Regions from separate parts of the Cricetulus griseus genome. Here region 1 is linked to region 2. Evidence: chromatin contacts called from public Hi-C data. All regions are on one chromosome and are shown on one strand. Each heading gives the region's core, a stretch centred on a gene start, on an enhancer-like site or on the middle of the called end of the contact. The rest is flanking DNA. Distances are from core to core; before and after follow the strand shown. Region 1 holds the start of LOC118238902 (a long non-coding RNA gene). Region 2 holds the start of Fbxo11 (F-box only protein 11).

Region 1 (5,743 bases), core at 2,092-4,591, 180 kb after region 2:
ATGTCTCAAAAAAAAAAAAAAAGACTTCTTCCCATTACAGTGTTAATATTTGAATTGAATTGGATCTCCAGTGGACCAGTCAACTACTGTGAGCACACTTATTAATAACCTTTGCATCAACCTTATGTGGTAGATCCTAAAAGCAAAGCAGCTTACAGGTGACAATCATCATAAAGGCCAGATGGCCATCCAGCTAAAAGGTGATAGGGTTCAGCTGTCAATCAAAGCACCTATTCCTATTGCCTATCATTCCTCTACCCACATCGTCTCGTGGTCAAGTGGAACTTCTCTTGCCCTTTATTTTATCATCCGTGTCGTGAAAGTCTGCTTGCTACTATGCATCCCGTTTCTGTAACTGACTAATATGACCTCTGCTTCGGATGGGGGGAGGTGTCTCCTTGTGTTTGATAAAGGCTGCCTCTCTCTGAACTTACTCCCTCATTGGCTAGAAGTTGAAGGAGTCTGAAAGAGCGGCTTAGGGAATCCTGAGCTGTCACTGTTTCCCACTTGGCCTGCCTGCTCTAAGACAGGTGAAGCTCAAATGTGTTCACCAAGCAGAGCATCCTGCAGGAGACTTCACATCGTGGAGTCTACAGCTATAGTCCACGTTGGGCATGCACACAGGACCTTTCCCCACTCACACGGTGCTCTGTTCTCTGCATTACAACGAACCCCTCAGCTCATATTTACCTGCCATACCCTCGGGTCTTATGAGGGGTGCAGGAGGGTGGTGGTGCTTAGGAATTTCTGAGCACTGGGGTACTGTAGCCTTACACACCTTTCCAGATTCCCCTCTACTCCACCATAATAGACATCTTATGGGAGCTTCAGTCTCCTTGTGGCAGAGTAAGAATAGTGAGAATTTACTGCAGAGCTTTGCTGCGCTGTGTAGGAACCAGCATATGACAGCTTACTCATTGCAAGTGGCTATCAAGATACAATGTATGAATACACAACACAAGATTTCTTATGAATGAATGAATGGCCTAAAGATACAACATAAGAATACAGAACACACAGATTTCTTATGAATGAAGGAATGGCATAAAGATATAACATATGAATACACAACTCATGCCTTTCTTATGAGTGAATGAATGGCATAAAGGAAGATTGGGAAGGTTGACTTGAGTCCTCTAAACCAATGAACAACTTCTTTGAAATTGAGCTTTTAGAAATTTGCTCTTTGGGGTGGGAAGTAGGTGAAAGAAAAACTCAAGGGGTTGTGTGAGAGGACCACAGTATGGCTGGGGATCAGGATCATCGAAGCAGCAGCTGGATGGACAGACAAACTTTTCAGCTCTCCAAACCTAGCCCAGCCCTGAATTTAAGCCCAAAGCTTTGCACAGGAGACTTCCAGAATGACTGGATTCTTGTGTGTGTGTGTGTGTGTGTGTGTGTGTGTGTGTGTGTGTGTGTTTCAGAAGGAGGGAGGTGGCATGCATGACACAGCTGTTTTCTTTTTTGTTGTTGTGGTTTTGTTTTTTGAGACAGGGTTTCTCTGAAGCTTTGGAGGCTGTCCTGGAATTCACTCAGTAGACCAGGCTCACCTCGAACTCATAGAGATCCCCCTGCCTCTGCCTCCCGAGTGCTGGGATTAAAGGGGTGCATCACCACTGCCTGGCTACACAACTGTTTTCTATGAAGATAGCAAATGACAATATTTCATTGCTACTATTGGAATGAAAACCCGATTATCAAACGGATACAGAGACTAAACATGTGGAGTGCTGAGAGACTCTCTCAGCTAAGACCAAAGACCTTGAAAAACAGAAAAAGGCTTGAGCAGAAGGTAGCTGTCTTGTCTCTGTGGCTGATAGGGACTAGCTTGAAAATAATATAGTTAATCATCCCCCATGCTTCTGGTAATAAACAATTGGAATATTTATCTTGAAAGCCAGGTCAAGATGTTACTGATATTAGGACCTCCTACTTTTTTTTAAAGCCAGAATTTCTTAGACACATTTAAACAGAATCCATTACAAACACTAAGTAACAATAATAACAATTTGACTTGTAAAATAAAATACAATTAACACGGCCCAGGTGCTCAGTAATGAGCTTGAAGTAATGACTCATCCGTTTGAAAACTTCCCTGACTGAGGGTTCTAATGTGATTACAAGTGGGTCATAAAAGTGGATGTGAGAAACTAGTTTCCCAAGTCAGGATTATGATTTACTGGAATCCATGACCCTACAGAGTAAGGCAATAATCAGCAGGCGAGAAATGACTACTGCTGACTCATTAATCCAAGAACTCTGCACTAATTACAGTGCCTCAGTTTCCCTATTTTGTGAAATGAAGTTGTCACCTGCCTTGCCACTCTGTTGTGTTTGGAAAGTCCTGGGAGATAATAGTCTGCGTGCTTTGAAAATAAGGAATACATTATAAATGCTAAATAATAATAATAACAATAATAACAGGGAGTCTTTAATGACAGGGGTCCTTTAATAATACTCATCAAGTATAATAGCATCACTAACCAGTAGGAACAAGACAGAGTGCGTCGGTCGTCTTAATCATTAGTTTGTCTCTTGGGAAATTGGTGGGGGATTGACGCCTCACACGGAGCCCCCACGGGCTTGCCAATCCGGTCACTCCTGGCTCCCGGAATAACACTTGTTTCTCTTTAAGAAGGCGAGCGGTGTAACTGGGGTGGGTGGGGCAGAGGTATCCCACCTCACCTCCTAAACCCAGAGAGCAGGATTATAAAATTCCAGCTCATAGCTGGTTGGAGAAACAAAGAAAAGTAGACTTGGGACCCATGATAGCAAAGGGCTCGAGGGGCAACGGCCAATGTGGCCACCTGATCCTGCCACGAGGTGGCGACAATCCAGCTGGAAAGACCCGCTGGGGATGGCACTGATGGTTGGCGACCGAGAAAGGAACTTCCACAGACACAAAGACAGGATCTTCGGAACCGAGAAGAGGCGTTTGTCTTCTTCACCAGCAGTACCTCGAGAGTGGACGTGATGAAAGCGGCTTGGAGAAGGAACGAGAAGCTCCTTTCTCATTCCCCGGGCTTCCGCTTCCCAGGCTGCAATCTTTGGTGTGGGGAGGGTTTTGTGAAAAAAAAAAAAATCACCCGAAAAAGTCCAGGTTTGACCCCCTCCCTGCCGCCCGGAGGCCAGCCAGATGCTTCCCCGCATTCTCAGGATTCCGGCCCGTGAGAGGACGATTTTGAGCTCAGCCACACGCCTCGGCCCAGGATCCTACTGCAACCGCGGCGAGTCAGACACCGCCGGGCAGGACGATCCGGCGAGCTCACCCGGAGGCCGGACCTTGGAGGGGGCTGAACCCTGGCTCTGGGGCGCGCAGCAGCCGTAGGGTGTGTCCGCAGCTCGGCTGCACCCGGCTCCTGGGAAAATGTCCGGAGCTGGGCGAGGCTAGGGGGTGGGTGCTCTCCTTGTTTTGTTTGGTTGTGAATGCGAGGAACCGCCACACCCTCGTTTGTTTCAGGAGGGAGGGAGCTGGCTTTGAAACTCCGCTGTTAGGAAACTCGCAATAGGGCGGTTAGGAAACTCCAGTCCAAGGACTGTCCTGATCTGTAGAGCCTGGGCCGTGGCCCGCCTGGCCGCGGTGCTCCAGCCATTGGCCTGCCTGGCCGCCACCAGCGAATCCACGTCTCTCCATGTCCCTCGGGCTTGGACCTCGGTTAGAGCTTGGGAGCTGGGGAGGGAAACTAGAACCTCGCGCGCACGCGCGCGCGCGCGCGCGCGCACACACACACACACACACACACACACACACACACACACACACACACACACACACACACACACCTCAACTGCCCATCGCCCTGGGTTATGGGGGGGGGAGGGAAGAGTGGCGTGTAGCTTGTGACAAACACGTGCCAGATACGATTGCCTTATTTAAACCCCACAGCAGCAATACCTGCATTTTATAGAGGAGGAGAACAAGCCTCAGATACTAAGTGTCCAAGCCCCTCAGCTAGTAGTGGAGCAGGGCTTTTCATCTGGACCGGCATTGCTCCAGAGCCCTAGTCTATGCTATCTCTGACCGCGCCGCCGTCAGGCAACTGGGAGAAGTATAAATAGAGCTGGAAACGAGCTTAGATACTGGCAGGACAGTCAAGGTTATTTTGAACTCTTCTTGCCTGTCAATGCAGACTGGAGATCAGCTAGCGTAGTTTGCTTGCCCTTTCCCCACCTCCAACAACAAATGTTTATTGCCTGCGTTTTATACCAGGAATCTTTCTAAGCTCGGAGGCAACCCAGGGAACAAGACAGACCATATGAGTGTGTGAGCGCGCGAGTGTTGGTGGAGCTAACTATTATTGACTCTCACTGCTCACCACCGTCCGCCTCCTGCAGCTGGGCCTCTGCTGCAGAGCCCTGAAAAGCTCTGCCAATCAGGGCGCTAGAGGGAGACTCCAGGCAGCGGAGGGAGAGCAGCGCTCTCTTCTCCATTGACAATCCCTGTCGGTTTCCCGCAGGGGGGTGGTTGTTTCCGACCAGATTTCTCTAGCACTCCCAGCCTTTGTCGTTGTGTGACAGAACGGAAGCAGGGCAGCTGTCCACTTCTCTGCAGCCTGAGCTCAGACACCAGGGTTCTTCCCTATGGACCCCGATCCTGCTATGGTAACAGTTCTCTCTCTCTAGTGTCCATGCCTCCCCACACCCTTCCAATAAATAACCCGTGTTGTACAAAATGAACGAAGCAGAAAGAAACTTAGTTTGCAATGGGTGCTGCTCTCTAGAATAGAAAGCATTTTTCACATGTGTCATGCGGTTTATAGGCATGGACTAGCAGACCTGGGACACAAATGCCTGCCCATCCTCCACCCCACTCCACCCCACCCCACCACGCCGCCTATTGAAAAACTTGTTTGCTTTCCAGGGTTTTGTTTTGTGCTTTCTAGTTGTTCACCACCAGACTTTGACTAAACAACACTGGAGCTTCCAAGAATCTTTTTTTTTTTTTTTGCAAGATTTCTTCTGACAGAATTATTGGGACTATAGGAGACCATATGAACAAAACAACAAAACACTCTGAAAGATGCTTCAAAATCTAGAACTGTAACACAATTCCTGGACATTCCTGCTGGAAGGACAGAAGACTGGGGTGATGAAAGTGGCCCAAGCATTTTGAAGATGACTCATAGAGGCGACCTCAGAGCCGGAAACTGTGACTCAGCATGGCAAAGGCAGTCATACCAGTGACTCATTGTGATACCACACTGTGTTGAAAAATCTCGTTCCTTAGCATTTGGGGTGGGGTGAACGTTGTACAAACCAAGAAGGCACAGGAACCCAGGGAGTAAACCATGTCTCACCAGTTTTCTCATATCCTATTTCCAAGCTGTACAAGGGGGAAAAATTATCCATGTATTAGCTACTTTTCTATTGCTGAGATAAAACATCATTGTATGTGTGAGAGCCAAAGTTATGTTTTATGTTTTAATTACTGTGCTTAAGATATCCATAAAACAAAAATGCCTGTAGCCTGCAAGCCCTTTGCCCAAGGACAGAAATCTCCTGAGATACTGGAGGCTGTTGTTCATATAAGGTAACAAGCCTAAACAAGTTTGGTTTGAAGGGACCAGCTTCCCTTTTGGCAGCCATAACGGCTTGTCTTAGTCATTAGAAAGTCAGATGCCTGCCTCATGACAAGGAACCAATCAGAAGTTAGTCAGTCACTAGAAAGTCAGATGCCTGCCTCGTGACAAGGAACCAATCAGAAGTTAGCTGGTGGCGCTATGCTTTACAACCCTGTGTGTAC
Region 2 (6,396 bases), core at 3,810-6,309:
CCTACAGCTGGGATTATAAGAATGGGTCAATCATATCCAGTTAAAAAAATAATTTTAGCGTCAAAAATTACTGGTTAACCAGGAATGGTGGTTTTGGATTAGAATGCTCCCCATAGGCTCATGTTTCAATGCTTGATCCCCAGCTGGTGGAGCTGTCTGGGAAGGATTAGGAGCTGTGGTCTTTTTAGAGGAAGTTATCTCATGGGGGACCAGCTTTGAGGTTTCCAAAGCCCACACCATTTCCAGTTGTAGAACAAGATGTAAGTGCTCAGCTACTGCTCTAGTGCCTTCCTGCTTATTATCCATCATGACTGTCATGGACTCTAACCCTCTGAAACTCTAAGCCCTAAATAAACTCTTTCTTTTATAAGTTGCCTTGGTCATGATGCCTTACCATAGCAACAGAAAAGTAACTAAGAAACTAAGCATAGTGGTGTACATCCTTGATCCCAGTGCATGGGAGCTAGAGGCAGGCAGCTATCTTTGAGTTCCAGTCCATCCAGGGCTACACAGTGAGACAGTGTTTTAAAAAAAAAAGGGGGGGGCTAGAGAGATGACTATGCAATTAAGAGCACTTGCTATTTATTCTTCAGGACCCAAGTTCTATTCCCAGTACCCATGTACCTGTACCTACACTACTGGGGATCTGACACCCTCTTCTGCACTCATAACATGTACATAACCCATAATTTCAAACACACACACACCCCACAGAGAGAAATGTTATTAAATAAAATTTAAAAAACCTACTAGTTAGGATATCTATAGCACATTTACAGATCTGTTTTCCCTATATTTGTAGAAAAGGTAAAAATGGGTTCTAAGAATAAAGGGGATGAACTCTGTGGGACAGGTTGCAAAAGCTAGCTCCTTTTAGAATTTTAGAACAAACACGCATGCATAAACAAAGGAAATTAATTCAGTATGAAAACCTACACTGCCTCATTTACCTTAGGAGTCAGGACATGCAAACAACTCAAGAACCATCAACTGATGAAGAACAAGCATGTGCATACATGTGCACACACATTTTTCAGGGAGAAAAGGTGGTGACATCTGTCATTTTCACAATGTTAAGTGAAACAGCCTAAGCACAGAAAGACAAATGGATATATGGAACTTCAAAAGTTGACCTCACTGATGCATTAGCAGTGACACCAGGAAAACTGAAGGAAGGATGAGGAAAGTGTGTTAGCACCACATTACAGTGAAAAAGAGAACTGAGCACTGGTGCTCTACTGTTATAGTAGGCTGACTACAGAAAACAATAATGTACTACTTATCTCAAGGAAGCTTGGAGAAAGGACTCTTTAATCAGAAACAAATTATAAATATTCAAGGAGAGAGATGTGTATCTGATGCTTATCCTGGTTTAAACATGACATACATGTACTAAAACAGAGTACCCCACAAATATTCAAATTAAAAATATAAGATGCAGCCTGCATTGGTGTTGCATGCCTTTAATCCCAGAACTTCGGGAGTCAGTGGCAAGTAAATAGGAAGCCAGCCTGGTCTATGTAGTGAGTTCTAGGCCCGTTAGAGCTACCAAGGAGACCCTGTCTCCAAATAAGTAAACAAGTAAAATACATGAACAAACCAAACAAACAAAACCCAACCCCAAATGTTTTCCAACTTCATTAAATTATGGAATATATTATCCACCTGTGACTACTACATGGAACACAAACTTTCTTCTAGTTTTTAGTGGTATATGAAATCCCACACTTTAAACTTTCAGACTAAAACAAACAGCCTGTGCTAGTGTACAGTTCTAAATGGTAGACTTTTCACATTCATGACAACTTCCCAAGAAGCATGTTGGCTCCTTCTCAATGGCCTATTAGAAATCCTCCAGGTAAGTGGCACAGAATCCTGCTAAGATCCCGCCTAAGTTTCTACTGCACTTCAAACACTGGTCATTACATACAAGAGAAAATGTGTTTGTGTATACATAACAGCCAAACACATGTATTTGTAGACACATACTTAATAGCACTGCTAAGAATTTTTATTCTAATTAACTTGTGGATAAAAAGCAACTAAAAAACAATCTGAAAGACTTTGTAACTGTATTGCAACTAAAAAGTTCACAGTAATCTTCATATGAAGTTAATTTTATACAGACTGCACTAATTTGTCCAAAAGTTGTGATTCACGTGTTGATTTACTACCTGAACCACAACTGTGTAACTCTAACCAAGACTAATGTAAGAATTTCATATTTACCAAGATTTAAAAAACAACCACAAACGCATTAGCTTCAGCTCCTTAATTCCCCCATAATTTAATTTTTTATCATTCATTTATTTAATGTATGTATGTATATGCTGATGAAATAAGGTCAGAAAATCACCTAAGGGAGTTGGTCCTCTCCTTCCATCATGTGGGTCTCAGTATGGAACTCTCAGGTCATCAGGTTTGGCCACAAGATCCTTTACCCATTGAACCATCTTTCTGTCCCCCTTATAAAATTATTAATTACAGCATATTCCTAAATGAGTATTAATAGAATATTCTTAAGCTAGAAATATTCTGTATGCTCACTAAAACTTTTAAGTACATTTAAAAATGTAATAAAAATGCTAATCTTTCAAAGAAAGATTTTATTTTTGCACAAGCCTAGGAAAATGTTCATTATCTTAGTCTTAATTCATCTTCATGTTTTATTCATTCTGAGGCCATCTATTTGCCTGTTAAAAGACTCACACACACCCCCTAAAGGCTAACCAGCAAGACCTTGTCCCTCCAATTCCAATACCTAACCTCCAGAACAGTTCCTACAACATAGTAACAACCCCAGAGTGGACTTCAATTACTATTTGGTTAAGTATATAATGAAACCACGATTCAAGAACATCTCCATCAGTTTTTTAACAACAATAAAGAGAAAACTGACACTCTGGCATGTGACCATTAATGACCAAGACGCAGGAGGGTAGGACTAGACTTTGGTAACTAATAATTTAGAATAAAGAAAGAAAATGCCCAAGGTCTACCTCAACTAGATTGGAAACGAGATCAGTGGTGAGACTGAATGCAGAATAAACATTTAAAAATATACAATGGGAATGGACTGACTTTCAATGCTCTGCTATTAACAGATCAGGACATCTTTAAAAGGCTCACTGCAACGGTAGAATTCTTAACATTAAACATTTAACGTTTCAATTTTGCTTGTTTTTCCTAGTGTCAATTCTAGAAGACCTGATAATTATTTGAGGAACACCGCACAACTCTGTTATGTTTGAGTGAAAGGTAATGATGAGATACATTTTTTTTAATTTGTCAAAAATTGCTAAACGTATCATCAAAGAATTGCTAAAACAGTTCTACCAACCATGTTGCAAAAGACCTCGAGCTGCCTGGAAACATTCCCTTCTCTCAAACAATATACAGCAAACTGCTTTCTCAAAGACTATTGTAACAGTGACTAATGCAAACCTTTTAAACTGTTTTTCAAACTAACAATTTCCTTCACCTGAAAAATATTTTGATCAAATACAATGAAACAGTTAAAGAAAGAATGTACAACCTAAAAAAAAAATACATTTAAACGCAGTCTGCTTAATCAAAGGAGGTGTGACAACCAACGCAACGCATGAAAAATTAACCTTAATCCGCCAACCAAAACACGCAAAATGTCTCCTAACAAGTCTCCTCCTTCAAACAACCATACACAAAAATACCGTGCTGACTTAACAGCCACTGCAAGCAGCTCATTAATAGACTAGTTATGTTCGGAGATCAAGGTGCAACACTCTCATCTCACAAACCTCCCCAAATGACCACATCATCCCGGCAAAAACCAACATTTTTTGCTAAAGCAGAAATCCAACCCCGGGGAGCCTCAGCCCTTAGACAATGGTGGTTACCAGACAGCGCAGCACAGTTGGGTCCAAATGACACATTTCACTAGGCCTTGGTCACAACACACACACGCGCGCGCGCGCGAGTCCACATACAGACAGACACACACGATCCCAAAGGGCCCGTTCTACCACTGGGGTGCTCAAACCCACCAGGAGATAGAGGGGAGCACCGCGGCGTAGTGGGGAGGAGAGGTGAGGGGGACGACACAGCGGAAGGGTAACTGCACTGCACACGAGGGAGGGGGCTGGAAATGGCCGATGGCTCCTATATTTATTTATTTAAAGGTATTGATTTAACGGGTCCTTCCCAGGGGCTCTGTAACTAAAGGCAAACTGCACAGCAAACATCTTGGGGTTGGGAGAGGAGCTGCTGCTCCCCCTGCCCCGTGACCTGGAGTGGGGTGGGGGTGGGGGGAGCCTAAGTTCCCTAGCCAGCTCCGCGGACCACTCGGGCGCCCCTCTCCCCCTCCTGCAGGACAAGGGGGAGCCCACGGCGGCGAAGGGGAAAACAAGTTCCCCAGCCAGCCTCACCGCCCCACGCTGCCAGCCGTCCCCCCACCTACCACGAGAAAGGGGGAGCCCAGACCGAGCCGGCAGGCAGAAAAGGGGGAAATCCCACCCTTTGCCCGCCCCCGGCCGCCAACAGCCTCCCGCGGGGTGGGCGAGCCAGCCGGGAAGCCCCGAGGAGGGGTGGGGACGGAGGGTGCCGGCCCCGAAACCAAACAAAGCGCGGCCTGAGCCGCAGCCCGGGCGAATCGCGCAGCCGCGGCTTTTCCTGCTGGCCAGGCCGGGCCGGGTCCGGGCGAACACTGCGGCACGGTGGGACCCGCCTCCGCTCGGCCTCCGTCTCCCCCCGGGCGCGCGCCGCCGCCGCCGCCGCCCCCGCCGCCCCCCGCCCGCCGCCGGCCCCGAGCGCGGCCTTACCCCTCTCGCCGGCGTTGTTCCGCTCCTGAGGCGGCGGCGGAGGCGGCGGTGGCGGTGGCGGGGGCTGCTGCTGCGGTGGCGGCGGGGGCTGTTGCTGCTGCGGCGGCGGCTGCTTGCTGCGGGCGGCTGCGGCGGCTGCTGCTGCTGCTGCTGCTGGGGCGGCTGCGGCGGCGGCTGCTGCGGGGGCTGCTGCTGCTGTTGCTGCACCGGGCGCGGCCGCGACACTCGCCTGGGTCTCCGGTTGGCGGCTCGGACGGAGTTCATTTGCCGGGCTGAGGTGGCGGCGTTGGCGGAGGGACACACACACACTCACGCGCACACGCACCGCGAGCTCCGGGGGCCGGGAAGACGGGGGGTGGGGAGCGCCAAAGAGCGAGGGGGACGGCCGGGGACGAGGGAACGGGGGCTCCGGGACGGGCGTGAGCCCCCGGGTCCGCGGGGAGGCCGGGGGCGCAGCCGGAGCTGGAGCGAGGCCGGCCGGCCAGGCCTGGCGCACGGGCAAGGCCGAGGCCGCCGGGCGGGGCGGCCGCGAGGGACGCAGACAGAAAGACGGGCCGGGCGAGAGAAAGAAAGAAAGGGCGTCCGTCCGCCTGGGGAGCCCGAGGCGAAGCGCGCGGCGGCGGCGGTGGCGGCGGCGTCTGCGGCCGAGCAGACGAGCCGGGCCCGCCGACTCCCGAGCGGCGTCTCCGGCGGCGGGGGGAGTGGGCGGGCAGCGAGCGAGCGGGCGGCGGCGGGCGGTCTCGGAGAGGGCGAGCGAGCGGGGCGGGAGCGCGCGGGGGGCGCCCGGCTCCTCCGTTCCTCTTCCTCCCCCCACACCCCCTGAAAGAGCGCCCTGCGAGGAGGAATTTTTCTCTTTCTTCGGCCTCCTCTCTCTCTCTCTCTCCCCCCTCTCTCTCTCTCCTCTCCCTCTCTCTCTCTCTCTCTCTCTCTCTCTCTCTCTCCCTCTCTCTCTGTGTCTCCTCCGCCCCCCCTTCCCTCCCCTCCTCAGCGAAGGGGAAATGAGTGTAAAGGGAGGAGGAGATAGGGGCAGAAAGAGGCGTCGTCGTTCCTCCTCCTTAAAGGAGCCTTTCCTCCTCAGCCCCTGCGCCGCCGCCGCCGCCGCTGCTGCTCCGTGGCAGGAGGAGCCATTGACACCGCCGGAGCCTCCACTCCAGCCTCATCGGTCCCCCCGCCGTGGGGCTGGCCGGGGGCGCGGGGGAGGCCGGGGCGGCGGGGGAGGGGCGGGGGGCGGGGACAGAGGGGGCGGGGATTCCGGCCGGACGTGGCCAATGGGAAGCGCGCGTACAGTCTGCGGGCCAATGGCGCCTCCTCTCTTATCGCGAAGACCCTTCCTCCAACGCCCTGTTTCCTCTCTCGGGTTTCCTCCTCCCCCTCCCCCCCCCCGCCGCGGAGAAGGAGAAGGAGGAGGGAGAGGGAAGAGGAAAGGGGGAGTGTGGCAGGGCGGGTGGTAATGGGGAGGTATCAGGGCATATAATGGAGCCGGGGGTAGGCGAAGGAGCGCCCTACGCAGCGACGACGGTTCTAGGAAAGGAGGCTCACGGAGGAATGGGCGGGGGCTGCTGATGTAATTGGGAGAAGTGATTAATCCTGCCTTCTGCCG

What was found. A called contact is a pair of places that touch in the nucleus more often than the background predicts.
Region 1: a contact with region 2 is called in a Hi-C map of fibroblasts, with 5 times the contacts expected there. The contact joins the enhancer-like site here to the promoter of Fbxo11 in region 2. A contact is called at or near these places in 2 of 8 Hi-C or Micro-C datasets (the CHK-Q cell line and fibroblasts).

The regions. Positions count from the first base shown.
Region 1 is chr5:89,845,835-89,851,577 of CriGri-PICRH-1.0, forward strand. It overlaps LOC118238902 (a long non-coding RNA gene), which reads left to right and starts at 65. Exons shown (of 2, transcript XR_004770312.1): 1 at 65-3,655; 2 at 4,862-5,395. Within about 2 kb of position 3,342, at least 5 of the 6 cell types and tissues checked have open chromatin away from gene starts, as enhancers often do. A contact at or near this core is called in fibroblasts, where this site is marked.
Region 2 is chr5:89,666,942-89,673,337 of CriGri-PICRH-1.0, forward strand. It overlaps Fbxo11 (F-box only protein 11), which reads right to left and starts at 5,060. Exons shown (of 23, transcript XM_027417998.2): 1 at 4,797-5,060. LOC103162076 (a long non-coding RNA gene) reads left to right here and starts at 6,066. Exons shown (of 2, transcript XR_003485818.2): 1 at 6,066-6,396.